Linked DNA regions of Mus musculus: region 2 is linked to region 1. The links are chromatin contacts, called in public HiChIP or PLAC-seq maps. All regions are on one chromosome and are shown on one strand. The core of a region is the stretch at or near the end of the contact, and the rest is flanking DNA. Distances in the headings are between cores, read along the strand shown.

Region 1 (4,285 bases), core at 116-2,615:
TCAATGATCCTGATTTGAGATGGGACTCAGTGGCCTATGGTCTTCATTTGTATTCTTCCCTATTCAGCTTCCCTCCTTTCAGTACCAGGGCCCCGTATGAAAGCTGCACAACTGAGCCCAGAAGTGGATGTTTTCACAGCTCCCAGAATAAATAAGATCTGATTGAGTTACCAACCTCGGGTTAAGACACTGCAAGAGGGAAATGGCAATAAGTATGTCTAAGAAAAGTAACTTTTAAACTCTTCTGGCAGACTATTAATAATCATCAGTATATAGCTTAATAGTGTAGTATTGGCTGAGCATGTACAAGGTCTTGTGTGAAATCCCTAATACACACAGAGACACACACAGTTTAAAAAAGTTATTTTATTGTTTTAGATTTATGGATGCTTTGCCTGCATGTATATATGTGCAGCACATATGTAATTGGTGACCACTGAGGGCACAGGAGGACAATAGATCTCCTGGAACTGGAGTTATGAGCTGTCATGTGGGTGCTAGGACTTGAACTTGGATCCTTTGGAAAAGCAGCCAGAGCTCTTAACCACTAGGCCACTTCTCCAGGCCACATATCACTATAACCAATTAGATATTACTACGGATGAACACATGTACATCTACTGTTAGTAAATAAATATTCTTTTTTTTAGTGAAAATGAATTCATTACATATGCTTAATAGTGACATTCTTAGAGTAGCCACTGCAGAGCAAGTAGGTAGTCTCTCCATTTCTCTCCCTCAGTGTGTCCTGGTTATTTCTGGAATCTGCAGATTCTGGGTTTCTACACACTGGTTGCTTCAAGTGACCAGAGATGGAAATAAGGAGGTGGCAGGGGTTCAGCTCAGGACATTGGTCCAGAAGCAAGAGAAAGGCTACGGCCCAGAACTCCCTGAAAATCTGTCTGGCTTTCCTAGCTAGAATCCATCAGTGGTGTTTGTTTTTGTTTTTTCTTGGTGCTTTTAAATCCTCTGGCTGCAAAAACAGATAGTAGAAGATATTCTGTGGCTGTAGGTCCTCCTCCAGGGGCAGCAGTTCAGAGCAGATCTTCATGGCATCACTCGTTTTTCAAGGCTCTGGCTGCTGCATCTGCAAGAGCTGGCATGGCTGGGCCTCCCTTTGTCTTGAGTTTATCAAATCAGATATCCGCAGGGTACATGTGTAGCCTTACCATGTGATCTGGTCTTGGCTGGTCTTGCACTTCTCTGGGCAGTTTTCACCTGAGGCCCCTCCCCCCCTTACATGTCTTGCCTCTGGGCCAGGATCTAAAACAAAGAGTTCTGTCATTCCAGGAAGTACACACCCAGCAAATGCCCAGAGGGGAAGGCACAGCTGCAGAAAGAGCAGGTGCTTCTTTGCATCATGTGGTAGTGGTGCTGGTAGTCCACTAAGGAGGCAAAACCTTGGCAACAGCCAGCCACCTGACAGGTGAACTCTGGCACCGTGGACTTTTCCAGCATCTCGGACACTTGAGTGAGCATGGCCTGTAAGCACAAGCGCCGCTGCATATCCCCATCCTCGAAGAATTTGTGATCCTGAGGGAAGCACACGGGATGTGGAGCAAATCAGAAGGGTGTCTCCCCAGCCACAGGGTTCAGTGATTAGGCTGCTCCAAGCTCCTCAGCCCTTCAGCCGCAGCCCTTCAGCCCCTGTCGACATAAATAAATATTCTTAAGCAAACCTGAAGACTGCCTAAATAGAGTCATCAGAGTCATATTCTAATGTACTTATAATTCCTTACAAAGGCCCGGCAGGCATTTGCCTAATGTTCCAGGGTCCTACCTCTGACTTTAGACTTTATTTCTAACCTGGGATCCAGTATCCCTTATTTAGTAGACATGTAAGTCTGGACTCCTTAAATGAGCCAGTCTCATTAGGTACAATATAGAAAATAAGACAATCAGAGTAACACTTGCATCAAAGGTAGGTAGAGAGGAATGAGATGAGGCATAGGAGATCCTTAGCATATTAATGACCCCAGACCCACCTCCTAGCCTGTAATGACCAAGACATGGACAAATATAGCCAAATGATCTTTTAACCCCTTCAACATGAGGCCTTTGCATTACTGTTTCCTGTTCCACACTTACGTCTTTGTATTGATACCAAGAGAGAAAGTATGTAAAATGACAATGTGTCTCCTTATTTCTTCTCAGTCTTTCTCAAAGAGCCTGGTATCCACTTTGGGGAACACCTCTTTATTTAAATTACTAGTTCTCTAGGGTGGCGAGATGAAGTGTGTGTGGTGTGTGCTTGTGTGTGTGTGTTGCTGAGGGTTAGATCTGGGTGTTTGTATATGCTAAGAACATAATGTACCACTAAGCTACATTCCAAACCAGTATTATAAAGGCAATAATGCATCATGTTTGTATCCTAGTTTGCTTCTCTGATGTACACTGACCAGAAACAGCTTAGAGGAGGAAAGGGTTTATTTAATCTTTTAACTCCCAGAAGATGATCCTTTCTTGAGGGAAGTCAGGGTAGGAGCTCAGTGCAGGAATAGAGGCAGAGACTATGGAGGAATGTTTTCTTCTACAGCCTAAACCCAGGTGCCTAGGGATGGCACCACCCACAATGGGCCAGGCCTTTCCACATCAATCAGCAACCAAGAAAATGCCACCACAGACTTGCTCACTGGGCAGTCTGAGGGTCCCTTTCCTTCATTGATTCTAGACTGAGTCCAGTTGAACAACAACAAAAACCAGCATAGTGTGTGTGTGTGTGTGTGTGTGTGTGTGTGTGTGTGTGGTGGTTGTTGTTGGTGGTGGTGGTGGTTGTTAATTGAATCCAGGCTTCATAAATGCTAGGCAAACACTTTCCCACTGAGTTACAGCCTTCACCCTACACTTCCAGGGAGGGCATGTGTTTTTAAGGTTTCTAAGCAAGACATTTGTCCTTGTAGATATTATTTTAATTTCTATATACAACTAAATTAATTATAATGAAATATGCCAAAACATGATTACTTTTATCAAATAGTTTGATGTGTCAAAATCAGAGTCAATGTGTACTGGCTAGTTTTGTGTCAACTTGACACAGGCTGGAGTTAACACAGAAAAAGGAGCTTCAGTTGGGGAAATGCCTCTATGAGATCCAGTTGTAAGGCATTTTCTCAATTAGTGATCAAGGGGGGAGGTACCCTTGTGGGTGGTGCCATCTCTGGGCTGGTAGTCTTGGTTCTATAAGAGAGCAGGCTGAGCAAGCCAGGGGAAGCAAGCCAGTAAGTAACATCCCTCCATGGCCTCTGCATCAGCTCCTGCTTCCTGCCCTGCTTGAGTTCCAGTCCTGACTTCCTTTGGTGATGAGCAGCAGTATAACAGAAGTGTAAGCTGAATAAACCCTTTCCTCCCCAACTTGCTTCTTGGTCATGATGTTTGTACAGAAATAGAAACCCTGACTAAGATACAATGTGATCAGCAAAAACTAAAAGCCACTGTATAACAAGATAATCTTGCCCACTGATAACTTGCTAATTCAAAGTATGACTTTGGAAACATAATATGGTTGTTAAGGTTAGTCAGAACTACTGGCAATTGATATGAGATTGTAACTTAATTCCCAAATGGAAACTGCACCTTTAGAATGATCACTAGAAGTGGGCTCAGATGTTTTCATGTGAATTTCTTCTAGAAGGAGCTTAACATGTTGATACTTTGAGCTCAAAACTAGTGCTACCCAATACCTTTCCACAATGACGGACTACATTCTTGATGCTTACTATTGTTAGTCACTAAACACATAGGGCAATCGGGCACTCAAAATGTGGCTAGGGTGACTCAAAAACTAAGTTATAACTTAATTTAACTTAGTATAAGGAGCCATGTGTGCTTAGTGGCTAGCATGGTAGATAACTCTCATCTACAGAGGGTTTTGTTTTTTTAAGCAGGTAGACAAAGTATATAAAGGAGGATTTCAAGAGCTTTATATTTTAAAAAATGAATTCTCCTACTGTCTCTTATTCTTTTGACTCCAATTTCGTCCTTTCACTATTATTCCACAGTCAGTGAACAGGTTAGCCCCTGGCTCCAAACCTTTACTGATACAGTGATGAAAAAGTAGCCTTGTATAGATAGTGAGAACATTACAAACAGAGGGAGGGAGGAAGGGAGGAAGGAAATGAGAGAGGGAGGAAGGAAAGGTGGGAGGGAGGGAGGGAGGAGGGAAGAAAGGAGGGAGGAAAGGAGGGAGGAAGGAAGGGAGGGAAGAAGGGAAGAAGGAAAGGAGGGAGGGAGGGAGGAAGGAAGGGAGGAAGGGAGAGAGACAGAGTCAGAAACAGAGACAGAAACA
Region 2 (4,038 bases), core at 918-3,417, 760 kb before region 1:
GAACTGGTGGAGGTTGTAGGTCAACACCAGCAGGTCTAAACCATGCTAAGGATGTTTAGTCTTTCTAGGCTTCCCAAGATCAATTCTTGACCACCTGGCTATGGATGACGCAGCTCGCACAGAAATGCATCTTGACACAGAGCTTGAGACGCATGTAAGTGTTGAAGACACTTGTTTCAGAAATGTCCCCGATGGCACTGGCATCTATAATTTCTACATGATGAACTTAATGGCCTTGTCCTTGGGCATACATAGGGCACAGTTCATACAGCTAAGTACGTGAACAAGACTGAAGATAATTGATAATTGATTCTTCTTGTTTTGGCCATCTTGGAACCAAGACTCAAAGAAATCAAAGGACAACTGTAATGCATGGACTTGTCTCCAGGGTGTGTTATTTTCAGTTCCATCCCTATATGTCCATTATTATATCCACACCATGCTCCATTTATTATTGCTGGACTCTTACTGGGTATAAAACAAATTATTCTCTGTTAACAGCATGCTATATACCAGTCACCAGTGAAGGGGTATATATTCATCTCTAAACCTCTAGCACATCTGTGGTTAAACAGCTATTTGGTCACAAAAAGCAAATCCAAGAGAAGCCTGTGTTCCCTTGGAAGCACCAGAAACACATAATAACCATAATCTCTGACTCTTTGGATTGGATACCTATCCCTCTCAAACAAAAGCAGTTCTATTTCACCCTTATCAAAAACCAGTCCACTTAGATAATAAATGCTTATAATTATATTCTCTCCATGATTGCAAAATACCACGTTGATTAGATGAAACAGGCTTGCCATGGAAACCTCTATATTCACTAAAATCCTGTGTTGCCAATTACTGCCTCACTCCACTGTGCTATTCATTTAGAGATATGCTTTGCAGTCATGTGTCTATACCAACAGCCTTTCTCTGCTACAAATGATTTCCCTGGCTTTAATGCATGAAAAGCTAACAAGTTTTTGGACCTGACACTTCTCAAATTAATACATGACTCCATTTTGATGTGTTCTATCCACATAATGTTATCAATCTCTGAGTCATTGTCAAACCTGTGATTACCATGGAGATCAATAGATTAAGACACCCAGATTAGGAAAGTTTAATGTAGTCCTTATAATTAAAATAAGATTTATTCATACTTATATGAAACAGGATGAATATACCCCCCATTTTATACGATACTAAGCTTTTCCTGTGTAGTTGTTTCTAATAAGTATTTGTGCGAGCATGTAAAGAGTCTCAGGGTGCCTTTGTTGACACTGAATGAGAAGGATAAACACAAATCAGGAAGGAGAGGGGATTAGGATGTTTCAAGTGGAAGGAAAGCATAGTCAAAGTCAAACAAATAAGAAATTATCTTATTTAATACAATTCAGACTGATAATTGTCAGAATTTCTTTTTAAGTTGGCAAAGGATTACACAAAAATACATTCACACAATACATCATAATATATTATAATATGTGCAATGCATAATTCATTTCCAAATTTTAAAAAGACATTTTCTTTGGTTATAAAACCTCTGAGCTGAATTCTTGACAAGTCTCTATTTTACAAAGCACACCTGTATATCCTGGTTACAAACCCTACTTTTAATTTCCTTACATTGGAACATATTTAAAGATATTTGAATCGAAATCTGCAGACAGAATCCCTGCAGATTTTTATGCATTTTCCTCGGGACTTTTCAGTTGTCTTGTCCCATTTGACAGCCATTTAAGAAAGCAAACTCATTCTAGTTCAGGCGTTCTAAATATTTGATTTGTTTTTCCCCTTAATTGAATTTCATCAAGGTGTGTAATGTGTAATTAAATAAGATGGTATGATAAAAGTGCAGCCAGTATAAACATGTTTGGAAATAATCACAACTGAGTTTTTGAAGCATGAATTTTAACTGTTAAGAACCAAAGTATTACGAGGGAGTGACCTCTTAGCTGCAAGCATTCTAGGTCATAAACCTCAGGCAAATGTTTTACTGTAGTAACAAAAGTAAGTTACATGAAAGTTGTTCATGTGAAAGACCCAGTTTAAATCATTTGTTTAAATGTGTGGCAGAAAATAAAACAAAACCAAAAAAAAAACACTGTGTTTATATTCGACCTTTGTGAAAACTAAGCTAAGTCTAAAAGAAGAAGTGATACTGCATGTTGAACTAGATCATACAATTAGGGGGGTTAATGGAAAGGCATTGAGAGTGGAGCTTCACAAAATGGAAGCTGGGTCCACCCATCTGCCTGCAAATGTATTGATGTCATTTTGTTGTTGTTTCATCCTTTTTATTATGTATTTATTCACATCACATTCCAGTATCAGCACCCCTCTCCTCCTCCTCCCTCATGCAGATCCTCCCCCATCCCTCCCTCCTCATTCCCTCACACACTACAACCCCCCCTCCCGGCACATCAAGTCACTGCAGGACTAGGCACATGCACCCCCACTGAAGCCAGACAAGATGGCCCAGATAAAGGAATGGGATCCACAGGCAGGCAAGCCATCTAATGTTTGGCTGGGGATCTCTGCATCTCTTTTCATTGCCTGTTGGGTAGAACCTCTCAGAGAACAATTATGCTAGGCTCCTGTCTGCAAGCATAACATTCATTAAGAATCAGATATTGGTTCTTGCCCATGGGATAGGTCTCAGTTTGGGGCAGCATTGGTTGGGCATTCCCTCTGTCTCTTCTCTATCTTTGTCCCTGCACATTGAATAGGCAGCACACATTTTGGGTTGAAGGATTTTTTTCCTAACATCTGGGAAAAATCCATATTTTCTTTATTTATTCTTCAGTTGGGGGACATCTAGTTTGTTTCCAGTTTCTGGATACTATAAATACATTTGCATGCATATCTATAAGGAGGAAGTGGACTCTTAGCAGCAATGAACATGGTTGAGCAAGTGTCCTTCTGGTAGGATGAAGCATCCTTTAGGTATATGGCTAACAGTAGTATAGTTAAGTCCTGAGGAAAACTCTTTCCCATTTTCTAAGAAATGGCTATATTGATTTCTACAGTGGCTGTACAAGATTGTACTCCAATGAGCAATGGAGGGCTGTGCACTTGCTACACATCCTGAAAATTATGACCTATCACTTATATCATTGACCTTGGAATCTCAAAGTAGTTTTGATTTGCATTTCCCTGATGGCAAAGAATGTTGAACATTTCTTTAAATGTTTCTCAGCCATTTGAGATTCCTATAATGAGAAGTCTCTGTGTAGCGTTCTACCCCATTTTAAAAAAAAAGAAATATTTATGTTATGTATGATTTCAATTATAGTTCTCTTCAGACACACCAGAAGAGGACATCAGATCCCATTACAGATGGTTGTAAGCCACCATGTAGTTGCTGGGAATTGAACTCAGGACCTCTAGAAGAGCACTCAGTGCTCTTCACCACTGAGCCATCTCTCCAGACTACCCTACCCCATTTTTAAATTGGATTGTTTGGCTTGTTGATTTCTAGTTTCTTTAGTTCTTTATAAATTTTGAACATTAGCCCTCTGTTAGATGTGGAGTTGTTGAAAATCTTTTTCCAATCTTTAGGCTGCCATTTTGTCCTACTGATAGTGTCATTTGCTTTATAAAGCTTTTCAGTTTTATGTGGCCGCATTTATTAATTATTGATCTTAATGCCTGTTCTATTGGCACTCTTTTCTGTTCAGAAAGTTGTCTCCTATGCTAATGTGTTCAAGGCTATTCCTTACTTTCTATTCTATGACGTTCTTTGTGTCTGGTTTTATGTTGAAGTCTTTGATCCACTTGGACTTGAGTTTTGTGCAGAGTGATAAATATGGATTTATTTGCATTCTTCTATACACAGACATCCAGTTAAAGCAAGGCAACCCAGACCCAGAAAGATAAACATGATATGTACTTGCATGTGGATATTAGCTGTTAAATAAACAATAGTCATACTATAAACCACAGGTCCAGGAAAGTTAAAGAGGATATCTAAGGTTGCAACCATGTGAAGAAAAAATAAACAGATCTTGTGGATGCACTGAGAACAAGTGGGGATAGGAACATGAA

What was found. HiChIP or PLAC-seq counts read pairs in DNA pulled down with a chosen protein or histone mark.
Region 2: a contact with region 1 is called in an H3K27ac HiChIP or PLAC-seq map of large pre-B cells, with 2.4 times the contacts expected there. The contact joins two enhancer-like sites. A contact is called at or near these places in 2 of 115 datasets of contacts at active chromatin or transcription factors (embryonic stem cells and large pre-B cells).

What each region holds. Positions count from the first base shown.
Region 1 is chr12:40,914,666-40,918,950 of GRCm38.p6, reverse strand. It overlaps the pseudogene Gm18246. Among named protein-coding and RNA genes, the nearest start is that of Immp2l, 110 kb to the left of the region's middle. Within about 2 kb of position 1,365, at least 36 of the 459 cell types and tissues checked have an H3K27ac peak or open chromatin away from gene starts, as enhancers often do.
Region 2 is chr12:41,680,685-41,684,722 of GRCm38.p6, reverse strand. The region is part of intron 5 of Immp2l (IMP2 inner mitochondrial membrane peptidase-like (S. cerevisiae)); the gene reads right to left. Among named protein-coding and RNA genes, the nearest start is that of Gm40412, 75 kb to the right of the region's middle. Within about 2 kb of position 2,167, at least 4 of the 459 cell types and tissues checked have an H3K27ac peak or open chromatin away from gene starts, as enhancers often do.